Linked DNA regions of Mus musculus: all the other regions are linked to region 4. A link is a contact called in public Hi-C and promoter capture Hi-C data. All regions are on one chromosome and are shown on one strand. Each heading gives the region's core, a stretch centred on a gene start, on an enhancer-like site or on the middle of the called end of the contact. The rest is flanking DNA. Distances are from core to core; before and after follow the strand shown. Region 1 holds the start of Fut7 (fucosyltransferase 7). Region 2 holds the start of Tubb4b (tubulin, beta 4B class IVB). Region 3 holds the start of Man1b1 (mannosidase, alpha, class 1B, member 1). Region 4 holds the start of Sec16a (SEC16 homolog A, endoplasmic reticulum export factor).

Region 1 (2,700 bases), core at 76-2,575, 1.0 Mb before region 4:
CTACGGAGACCACACCTTTCCCCTGCCAACCTGCTGCCATGTTACCCCTCAGCAGCGTGCTCCTTCACCTAGGTGTCCCCTTTACTGCCGGCAAGCCTACAAAGCTCTGTCTCTATGCTTCTCCAAAGACAAGCCTTGCCTGAGGGTTCCTAGAGCCCTAAGTCCCCACTGTTAGTGGGTTAGTGCCTTTCTTAGCAGGATCAAGTGATTCTGGAGAATGGCCACCAGGGGGACCTCTAGACACACATCTGACCAGTCTTGGGGGATGGGGGGTGGGGTGGGGAGTGGGTCCAGATCAGGCAGGCTAAGCAGGCACTTTCCTTAAAATCCTGCTGCCCCAGGTGTTCTCTCTCTCTCTCTCTCTCTCTCTCTCTCTCTCTCTCTCTCTCTCTCTCTCTCTCTCTCTCTCTCTCTCTCTCTCTCTCTCTCTCTCTGTGTGTGTGTCTTGTGGTACCTACCCTGCTCTGGTTGGACGAGGGTCCACAAGGTCTCTTAGGCTGGGTAGAATAGAATGTGTGATCCTGATCCTGGAACCCCAGATGTAAAGCTGGGTTTGGGTGCCCTTGTGAGTGAGGAGGCCTGGTGAGGTGAGGTGGTATGTTGAGGTCCCCTGGCTTTCCCTTTGACTCATGATGTCTCACATTCCCCCCACCCCCTTTTCCATCCTGACCCCATTTCTGAGCTAAATTTCCGAACTGACTCCTCAGTTGGCAAGTTCTCATGGTCAGGTGCCCTACAGTTAACAGACCCTGTGGGACCCTCCTCCAAACTGAGCTGGCATGGGGAGGGGGTCAGTATAACAGCAAGGCAGATGTGGGGGAGGTTCCTTCAAATCCACCCAGGAAGGGAAGAGCATGTGGGCGTGGGTGAGGCTGGGGCAAAGGCCCCAGCCAGCCTGGCGGCACAAACAGGAAGGACAGCAGGCTCTGGCAGCCAGAAGCCTGTGGCCCCAAGCTGGCAGGATGGCCCCCTTCCTGCAGGTCCCCCACAGCCTTCTGGGTTCCTGACACGAGAGAAGAGGTGGGGCGGGGTGAAGTGAACTCTGAAGCCAAAATGTGACTCTCCTGGGGTCACCAGCTTGGGGAGAGGTGAAGAAAGATGCCGGGGCGGAAACAAAGGGGCAGATATCACTATGGTTATCTTACTAAGCACAGAGTAACTGAAAAAGCAAGGGTACCGCTGCCCACCTCGTGCCCACCTTACGTTATACCTCAAACCAGCTAGATAGTTTCTGATGGCACCCATACCCTCCCTTCCCCTTTAGGCATTGCGCAAGCTCTCCACCACAATCTGGAAGTTATACCCTGCGAGGGGATGGGCAGGGCACTTCTGAGGTGCCAATCAGCCTGCACTCGCCTCTGCCCTGGCCATGGCACTGCTGTCAGTTTCTTGGTACCTGTCTCAACAGCAGCCTTGTCACGTGAGACTATGGCTGGCGGTGGGGGTGGGGGCAGGAATCCTAGAAGCACAGGAGTGACATAGGGTCGGGTCGGGCAGAGCGAAGTGTAGGAAGTGATCCCCAAAGGGATGCTGGGGACGATCTGGCCAACACTGTCCTCCCATTCAAAACTCCCAGTCTGGAGCTCTGGGACATGGACAAGCCAGGCCTGCTATTCTCCATACAGGGCTCCATAGTGTCTGGCTCAGCAGAGTGGGGGATCTGGTGGGGATGGAGGAAGCTTAGCTAAAAGCTTTGTATAGGCTGAAGCTCTGAGTGACCCTGCTGGGCCACCCTACCCTGGTCTGGGCTGGGTCATTGCATCCCCAGATTGGAAGGCTTGGTGAGATGGAGAGGAACCTTGGCTACAAGCTATAGCTTTGCCCACCAGAGCCTGCTGGAGGGGAATCAAACAAGCCTGGACCTGAGGCTGGGACTAGCTTTCCTGTTTCTGGAGTGGATGCCAACCCCCTGCCCACCAGCCTGCCTGTCCACGCCAGGGACACACAGACTCCTTCCCTTTCCAGACTGGAAAGCCCCCTCCTGGGAGAGCAGGAAGGAAGCAACCTGCAACTCTTCCAGCCCTGGACCTTGGGCTGAACCTACAGTTCAAGGTTTGTATGCTCACAGGTCTTGGCAGGGAAAGATAAGAATCCCCAGGGCACCCTCCCCCCCGCCCCCCAGTCCACTGCAGGTAGCTCCTGGGTCTGCCCTTCAGGGCAAGTGCTGACGCTCCATCAGACTGTGATGGGGCCCTTTTCTGAGGATGACAATTCTGAGAACAAGGCATTTTTCTAGAGGTGGCAGAACAGCATTTTGTGATGCCCGAGGATCTGGGAGCACAGGTCCAGCTTAATGAGGGATTGGAGGAAGTGGGTATCATCATTACAGGGAGGGGCCTCTGTGGCCTCCTGGGAAAATGCAGTTGCTCTCTTTGGGTGGCCTGGGGTTGTGTGGTGGGCAGAGGACGGAGGTGCTCATTGGGGGAAGGGATCACTTCTGCTCAGAGTGCTCGCAAGGGCCTTTCCTTTTCCTGAAGGCAAGCAGGCCTCCTCCTCCTCCTCTTCCTCCTTCTCCTCTTCCTCCTCTTTCTCCATATGCCTAGCTGGTCATTTCTAGGGACCAGCATGGTTGGGAAGGGGGCCTTGTCTTGGCCTTCCTCTTGTCTCAATTCCCTCTTTGAGCAGAAGACGGGGTGGGTGGGGTAGGGTTGGATAGTGGTTGATGCCAAAGATTGAAGGGGTAGGGCGGGGCAGAAGTGG
Region 2 (2,700 bases), core at 64-2,563, 1.2 Mb before region 4:
TCACACTAAGTATGTGCCCAAGGGGCCAAATGACATGAGGTGACACTGAATAAAGTGTACAGACCCAAAACAATCTGCCATGTTAAAAAAAAGGGGAGAGGGGGTGCTGTGCATAATGGCACAAGCTTTTAATCCCAGCACTTGGTAGGCAGGTAGTTCTGAGTTTAAGGTCAGCCTGGTCTACAGTTAAAGAGGCCAGGCAGGGATACATAGATTGGGGATGGGGGGTGGGGGAGACCAGACGGAGATGTACAGAACACACTAGAGCTAAGACAGTAAATACTTCCAAAGGCACCCCTGCCAATGTTCAAGGAGAGTACAGGGCCCCTGCCACTAGGTCAGGTCTTCTCATACTCTCTACTAGCAACTAATCTACCCGCAGTCAGTTGGACCTTCCTCCTAAAGCTGCTTTCGGCCAAGGGATTGAGTGACTCAGAGGGCAAGAAAGTGTACACCTGGTGGCTATTAAGGAAGAACTTTAGGTCAGCCCCTTGACCTTTGAGCCTCATGGGTAGCAAGCCCGTCCACACCTCCACCACACTCACCAAAGACGAAGTTATCAGGTCTGAAGATCTGCCCGAAGGGCCCTGAACGCACCGAGTCCATGGTGCCGGGCTCCAAGTCCACGAGCACGGCGCGGGGCACATACTTGCCACCTGGTTGGGACAGGGGGACGTCAAGTGTGCTCAAACTGGAAGGGTGGTGAGGAGGATGGATGGGGTAGAGGAGCCTTACCGGTGGCTTCGTTGTAGTACACGTTGATGCGCTCCAGCTGGAGGTCGCTATCTCCGTGGTAAGTGCCAGTGGGATCAATGCCATGCTCGTCGCTGATTACCTCCCAGAACTGCAAGGGAGTCGGGCGTTAGCTGAGTCACGCCGGCCGGCCGGTGCGCTCCAAGGCAGCCCCGCCCCGGATGGGTGCGGCAGGCCCTCCCCCTCCCTCCAGTCTCAGGAGCGCCAGGGCGACGAATCCCTAAGGGCCGCGCACCGTCCGCCCCACCGACACCAGCCACCGGCGCTACGTCTCGGCCCAGCGTACGCCGGTATCCAGGACGCAATGAAGGGCGACGCTCCGGGCCGCTTCCGCCATCTTCCCCGGCTGGCTGTCCCAGTGGCGTCTGGCTCGCAGAAACCTAGCCTCCTACCTTGGCGCCAATCTGGTTGCCGCACTGCCCAGCCTGCAGGTGCACGATCTCCCTCATGGCGGCGGCGACTGCGGAACAGCTGTAGAAGAGGAGCACTTCGGGAGGAGCAGGCGCACAGAGTGCTACAACCGACGCTCTGCCAACATTTATATACCTCTTATGACCCGCCCTCGTCAGCACAGGATTGGGCTTTCAGAACGAGGCCACGAATTATCCTTGTCTGATTGGCTACATTTCCGTCAATCGAGCGGTCTGGGGCCCGCCTTCCCAACAATATACTCTCATTATTGGTCACGCTTGCCTACGGCTCCCCCTATCACAATCCCCGCCCTGGCGCCGCAGTGCTCAATCCATTGGGTGTTTCAAATGATTGATTTGCACTTCCATTGGCTGCCTCCTGGGAGCACTCCGAGAGCCTGACACTATTGGCTGCGCTGTTTTGGCGTCCTGGTAACCGCCGCAGTGCAGCGCGCGGGTGGGACGTGGAAAGCCAGCTTCCGGCTGAAAGGGAGGGGGCGACTTTTCAGAGCTTTGTGGGCTCGGGCGGCTTGGTAGGTCTGGCAGCTGCTGCGGGGAGAGAAAGGAGACGCGGGCAGGCATTGTCGATCCGGAACACACCTTGCAAGCCTCAAGCTGAGGCGAATTGAAACGCTAACAATAATAGGCTCTGGATGAGGCGCCGGGCCCTTCCGGGACGCACTGGGCAGGCGCGGGGTCCTCTGTCTCTATCTGTCTCTCTCTCTCTCCCCCCTCCCCTCTCCCCCCCCCCCTTCTCTCTTCCCCTCCCCACCCCACCCCTGGGAGGGCCATCCCTCCGCCCCTTCGGCCTCCCTAGATGTTGTGGAAACTTGCTGGCCAAGAGCCGGTTTCCTTGGAGCCTGAGTTCCAAGTGCGCACAGAGCTGCATGGAGACTACAGGGCTGGGCATGCCTGGCCATGACTGTTAGAGGGAAAAACAAACAAACAAACGTGTGCAAGTCCCTGTCCTGTAATGGAGAGCAATACATGTACATATTTCTTTTTTTTTTTTTCAGGGTCAGGTCCAAAGCACCCCTACCCCCAAAATGGTAGTGCTGACATTGTCCTAAACAGGACTTGACCAGGTAAACAAGCTTAAAAGTTTCTGTTTACCAGAAGAGCAGGTCTCTTAAAGTGATTTCTGTTCACCTTAACTTTAACCTTCCCTCCCAAGTCAGCTACCTCTCGAAGGCAAGTAGTTCTGAAACAATCCTTTTTCTCCATTTGCTCCCCCCACCTTGGCATTTTGATCCCCAATATCTTTCTGCCCACAAAATGGTCTAGTTGGTAATTTCTCTACGCCATTGCTTATGAGACAGAGTCGTCTGGCCTGTAACCTGGAATTCTGCCTTAGCCTCCAGAATGCAAGGACTACAGTTCTTAGTCTTCATGTCTGATGTGTAACTTTTTAAAGGAATATTATACAATGGGTCTGTCTCAGTCTAGCCACTTCTGGCTTTTGGAATGAACTACCTTCAAAACTAAGGGTGTTAGGCAATCCCTGTTGGTTGTGGTATCCAAGTACCTACCAACCATG
Region 3 (2,700 bases), core at 89-2,588, 1.1 Mb before region 4:
TCTCTGTGGCTGACTTGGTTTTCCTCTTTCAACCCCTTCAAGACCTTCAATGTCGCTAGATTCTGAACTTGGACAAGGATTTGTCCCACAGTGGCTTATCATTCTTGCCTGGCTTGAATTGGAAGATTTTCAGCTCCAGATTTTGTTTTGGTCTAACAAACTCTTCCTATTTCTTCCCTCAAAGGTTTATTTTTTTTTTTAACGTAGAGCTCTAACTAGCCCTTTGGTATGCCAACTGCCACCTCATGGTCATAAGCAGTAGCAGAACGTGGGAATGTGTAGACCTGGCTTGAGTTGGCGTGAATAGCCAACAAGAACTCCGCCTTCATTTTGGAAGATATGCAGACCTCAAAGTCATTGCACCATCTGCCATGGTTCCGAAAACCTACATTTGAGAGCACTATTGTAATAGCGATCTGTGAGGACTTAAAAGTAGGGAAGGGGCCGGGTGTGGTGGCGAACGCCTTTAACCCCAGCACTCGGGAGGCAGAGGCAGGCGGATTTCTGAGTTTGAGGCCAGCCTGGTCTACAGAGTGAGTTCCAGGACAGCCAGGGCTATACAGAGAAACCCTGTCTCGAACCTCCCCCAACCCCACAAAAAAAAAAAAAAAAAAATGTAGGGAAGGGGCGCGGGATCAGGTAGGTCTTCTGTAGGAGATTCAAACTAAATGATCGCAACGTAGGGAACTCTCCAAATGCTCAGAAATACCACAAGTAAGTTGGGAAGCAGCAGTTTCACCCACCGGACAGTGGGCAGTTTTGTCGTTTTGCATGTTTTCCTCGAGGGAACCACGCGCACGGAAAAGTGAGGTCGTTTTAAACCCGTTGCCGAGTACGTAGGTAGGGCTAGGAGCGGAATGGTCGCAGAAAGGGTCGCTCCCAGGCCGGAGCGACTAGAAAGGCCAGGCCGCGGCCTCAGGGCGCAGAGCCACCCCAGGACTCAGCCTCAGCAGGGCCGTCCCTTCCTCCGGTCAGGAGTTTTGCGTTTCACCTCCAGGCGCGCCAGGGTGATGCCCGCTCCCCGAGATCGAGCGCAGGACTCCGGCAAGGGTGATAGTCCACAACTCAAGCCAGACGTAACTGCAACAAAGAACACTTCTCCAAACCGTAGTCAGTCCGCCCCCAACAGGGAGTCTGCAGGACGCCTGCAATGGAGCGGATGCGCGCGATTCAGCGACGTAAGGACGCGATGAAATAACGTCAACGGCACAGGGGCGGGTATCGTGACGCCAGTGACCCGCCAGGAAATACCAGCACAAGGGTGTACGCAGGCGCGGTGCTTAGACTAGGGTTCTGAGCTTGCGCAACGACCGATAAGACGCGGCGCGTGCGCACTGGTGTTTAGGGCGATGGGCGGGGTGTGGATGCCTTCGTTATGGCAGCCCGCGGTCTTTCTCAGTCTTGGGCTTCCTGACGCCTCCAGCAAGCGAGGTCTTTTGGGCCGGCTTCGCAGTTATGTACCCACCGCCGGCGCCGCCGCCGGCGCCTCACCGGGACTTCATCTCGGTGACGCTGAGCCTGGGCGAGAGCTACGACAACAGCAAGAGCCGGCGGCGGCGCTCATGCTGGAGGGTGAGGCGGGGTCCGGGCTGGGGAAGCCTTACCGAGGGAAGTACCTAGCTGGAGCGTTCGTGTCTCTTCCAGCGTCCAGAAGTTTCTGTGCTGCGTCTGGTTCTCGCAGCTTGGGTTTCGGTGTGGTTGCTTCCCCTGCCTAATGTCAGGTGCCCTGGGGATCCTGAGCTGAGGGGGCAATGAGCACAGCCCGTATGGTCCGACGATGCCTGAGCCAAGTCATGGGGATTTCAGGAGTTTTTCTCCAGTGCACGTGCAGCTGGACACATGGTGTACAGATCTTGTGCCATGTATGGGATGGTGTGCTCTGTCACCTCTAGCACTGTTCTGTCAATGTAAACTTTGCTGAGAGGGAACTTACCTGCCCTCAAGTAAGGACAAGCCTTACATAAGGGTCTCTCTGAATTGCTCTTTTAACCGAATCTGTGACAAGTGTCATTTTCCCGGCTCTTTCTTAGAAATGGAAGCAGCTTTCGAGGCTACAGCGGAATGTGATTCTCTTCGTCTTGGGCTTTCTGATTCTCTGTGGATTCCTGTACTCTCTTCATACGGCTGACCAGTGGAAAGGTATGAAATACCAGTGGTGCTCGAGCAGAGGAGATGCAGGCTGAGGTCAGATACAGTATTGCAATCCAGATAAAACAGTACCACAAGGCATGTGGTGACAGATTGGCAATAAATACAGCAGAGGGGAAAATGTGGAGCCCAGTATGACCAACTGGTGTACAGGTGACCCTGTAGGTCTTTGGGCCAACAGTGCTGTCCCTCCCCTCCCCATCAGTCTATAGCAGCAGATCAGCACTAATCACATGTCCCTACCACGTGGTACAGTGTGTTTGCCTGGGACCAGTGGATATCCTGAGAGGATCCTAGGATTCCTTCTGGGCTGCTTTAAGGTTGGAAACCCAAACATTGCTTCAGATTGCTCAAGTCAAGCTGCCTGTTTGGGCACTATTAAATTGATATGTTGCGGGGCTGAGGGGGTTGTTGTATGTTGTGTTTAAGGACACACTCTGCCAAATGCTTGAAAAAGAATTCAGCCTGGAAAAGACTGTGGTCTTCACACTTGGGAAATAGAGGTAGGAGGATCAGGAGTTGAGGCTAGCTTGGGCTACATAAAACCCTGCT
Region 4 (2,700 bases), core at 114-2,613:
AACCCAGCTCTGTAGCTCAACTACCTCACATCTCTATACATACTTACACAAGACATTTTAAGTATGACTCTATGTGACTGAGGTATTTTAAACATCCCCTGATCCTTTCACTGCCAGCCTTAACAGCTGTAAACTGTAGAACACAGGGGAACCCAAGAACATTAGTGAGCTCCACTCGCCAACAATCTCCCCCATGGTGACTGTCTGTGATACTCTTATCAGACAGACAAGATAAACACCTCCCTTCTAAGTCAAAATCTGAGCCGGAACCCTTTAAATGTTGAAGAAGGCATTTGCAGAAGAGAAAAAGCTATACACTATGTGAGGAAGACACACAGGAAACATGGACATTCATGTTTGCTTATAAAAGCAAGACGGGATACCAAAATCTGCAAGACATGAGCACTGAAACCCTAGGAAGGGAACGTGGACAACGTGTAAGGAAGCTGCACTGTGCTGCACCTTGCAAAAGGACCTGAAGGAACAGTAATCTGTGAGTCTGCTGTTTCTTACTGCCAAACTCAGAATGGAAAACGCCTCTAGTCAACACTTTTGAAAGGAAATCTTTCCTTCAGTGCGCGACCATCCTACATGCCATTTAAAAACCTGTGTAAGCACAACAGCCAGAGTTATCTACAGGACGCTCCACAGCCAAGCCGACATTTTTCTACACCTTGGTAAAAAACAAATCACGACCTCCCTTGCGACATCCTGCTCCGCCGGCCAAGAGATTACAAATAAACGCTGCTACTCCCTGTTTCAAATGAAAATGTGTCCCATGATCATCAACTTCTGAGGAAGTCTTCGAGCCAACGAGAATCAAATATCTTCAGAACCCAGCAAAAGTCAAGCTTGGCAATTTCCTGCACTTTCTTCGTTTTAAATGAGTTGCGGGCTTCCTCGGAGGTGTCACAGTCTGGCCATGTTAACACACCTTCCCCAGCGGCCAACCAGTTCCCGAAGCCCTGACCAGGTATCTGTCTCCCGTCAGGTCTGGGAAACCACGAGCCCCTTAGACAACCCACCAAGGCGACACGGCCCGTAACCTGTCCGGTGTCTCAGCACCAGGCGGCCCGGTACTGTCGTTCTCCCCAGGCCTGACTGTGTCTCTTTAAATGCGCTCGCCACTCCGGGCTAGGCCCGATGCTCACTGAGCCTGCTTGGCCTCCGCAGCCTCGCCCACCCTCGGGCCTCCACCGTGCTCCATACACTCAGCCCTCACCCTGTGAGCTGTGGTTGGCTTCTCAGGCGCCGCGAACTGAAACCCAGCCGGCGACGGCGGCGGCAGTAGGGGGAACTAGCGCGTTCCCAGCAGCAGCCGCAGCCATCTTGGCACATCCGGCTCCAGGTGCCGCCGCCGACGTGTCCGAAGGAGACGTCAGCGCGCCCCGCCCCTTAATTGCCCCTCCTCTTGCTTCTTCCAGTCTTTCGCTGCTTCACCCATTGCCCCGCCCCCCCTGCCCGGCCCTCTTGGCCGCGCTCCGTACACGTCTTCGGCGCGTCAATCATACCACGCCCCCTTGGGCTCCGCCCCCTCTCCCGTCCAGTTTTGCACTGCTTCATCCTTTTGTTCCGCCCCCCAGGAGCTGCCCCGCCCATTCCCCTTAAGAGCCTTTCGTAGTGTCCCTTTTGACTCCGCCTTTCGTTCGTCTCCAGTCTTTTGCCGCCTCATCTCTTCGTCCCACCCATAGGCCCGCCCCTCTTGCGTCAGTCACTTACAGCTCCACCCCCGTGGCCCCGCCCTCACCCACTTGCGGAGCCAGGAGCGCGGGCCCCGCCTCTTCACGTCGCCCTGGTTACGCTGGTTCTGTCCTACAGTCTTCCTGTTCTAGGATTTGACTGGACAGGATTCTTCAATCCAGATCCCCGGGGAGAATCAGTCTTGAAAAACCAAAGCCAGAAGTTCCGCTGAGTCCAGAGCCCCAGCGGGCCCTCTCGCTTGCCCCCTCCCCATTTTTCCGTTGGGTTCTCTTGGTTGCCGGCGGGGGCGACTACGCGTGCGCCACCCTGCTCGAGTAGCTAGGCGGTCGACTTCTGCGGGCTGGACAGGCGCGTGCGCGGAGCTGTACCCGTTGCTTGGCTACGGCTCTTTGCTGGAGCCTGCCCGGCGCAGTTCGCGTGATTAAGCAAATGCCTTTCCTGGTGCTAGTAGGAACTCTCACCACCACCACCCCCATTCCCCTCCAACCTTTGCTAGAGGAGAGAAGCCAGAGCCTGGAGGCCAAGTCCTTCAAACTCCATTGCGACTCCTCCCGGCAGGGCGCGGCCTAAAGCCCACGGCGGAACGCTGGACTTAGACCAGGGATGTCAGCAGGTCTGTCTGTCGGAGCAGAGGCTCTCCGGAAAAGGTGGGTGCTGTCATCGGGGAAGTGACCAGGCCTGGCTCCCTCACCTGTACTCCAGAGAGCGTGAGAAGGCGGTGCCCCTGCGAAGCCGCCTGGTCAGTGGCGAACCCAGAGGCAGGGAAGGAGGGAGTGTGGTGGAGCTGGCCAGCGCTCAGACACGCAAGCATAGCCGGGAGAACTGAGGGCCAGCTTCATGTCCTCTGACGTGGCACTGTGGGTCACTCTGTAAAGCTAACATTTATCTTTAGAGAGCCAGGTTTCCAAACTCTTTCTGAACACATGGTAGACTCAACTTTAAGTCCCTAAAAAGAAGCAGCAACCCCAACCCTAGGATGGCTAGAGCTAAATAATAGCA

Evidence for each region. Promoter capture Hi-C pulls out the DNA fragments that hold promoters and counts their contacts. Hi-C and Micro-C count contacts between places; a contact is called where the count stands out from the background.
Region 1: a promoter capture Hi-C map of liver shows a contact between it and region 4, with 4 times the contacts expected there. The contact joins the promoter of Fut7 here to the promoter of Sec16a in region 4.
Region 2: a promoter capture Hi-C map of pre-B cells shows a contact between it and region 4, with 6 times the contacts expected there. The contact joins the promoter of Tubb4b here to the promoter of Sec16a in region 4. A contact is called at or near these places in 5 of 39 promoter capture datasets (erythroid cells, fetal liver, hippocampal neurons and 2 more), 1 of 484 Hi-C or Micro-C datasets (B cells) and 1 of 115 datasets of contacts at active chromatin or transcription factors (pancreatic cancer cells).
Region 3: a contact with region 4 is called in a Hi-C map of regulatory T cells, with 8 times the contacts expected there. The contact joins the promoter of Man1b1 here to the promoter of Sec16a in region 4. A contact is called at or near these places in 2 of 39 promoter capture datasets (erythroid cells and liver) and 1 of 484 Hi-C or Micro-C datasets (regulatory T cells).

Annotation. Positions count from the first base shown.
Region 1 is chr2:25,421,917-25,424,616 of GRCm38.p6, forward strand. Fut7 (fucosyltransferase 7) reads left to right here and starts at 1,326. Exons shown (of 4, transcript NM_001289453.1): 1 at 1,326-1,420; 2 at 1,830-2,052.
Region 2 is chr2:25,223,389-25,226,088 of GRCm38.p6, forward strand. Tubb4b (tubulin, beta 4B class IVB) reads right to left here and starts at 1,314. Exons shown (of 4, transcript NM_146116.2): 1 at 1,146-1,314; 2 at 736-844; 3 at 546-656. The coding sequence starts at 1,202.
Region 3 is chr2:25,331,405-25,334,104 of GRCm38.p6, forward strand. It overlaps Man1b1 (mannosidase, alpha, class 1B, member 1), which reads left to right and starts at 1,339. Exons shown (of 13, transcript NM_001029983.2): 1 at 1,339-1,572; 2 at 2,031-2,139. The coding sequence starts at 1,456. It overlaps AA543186 (expressed sequence AA543186), which reads right to left and starts at 1,167. Exons shown (of 2, transcript NR_027448.1): 1 at 744-1,167.
Region 4 is chr2:26,443,853-26,446,552 of GRCm38.p6, forward strand. Sec16a (SEC16 homolog A, endoplasmic reticulum export factor) reads right to left here and starts at 1,364. Exons shown (of 30, transcript NM_153125.2): 1 at 1,223-1,364. 0610009E02Rik (RIKEN cDNA 0610009E02 gene) reads left to right here and starts at 2,072. Exons shown (of 3, transcript NR_152209.1): 1 at 2,072-2,348.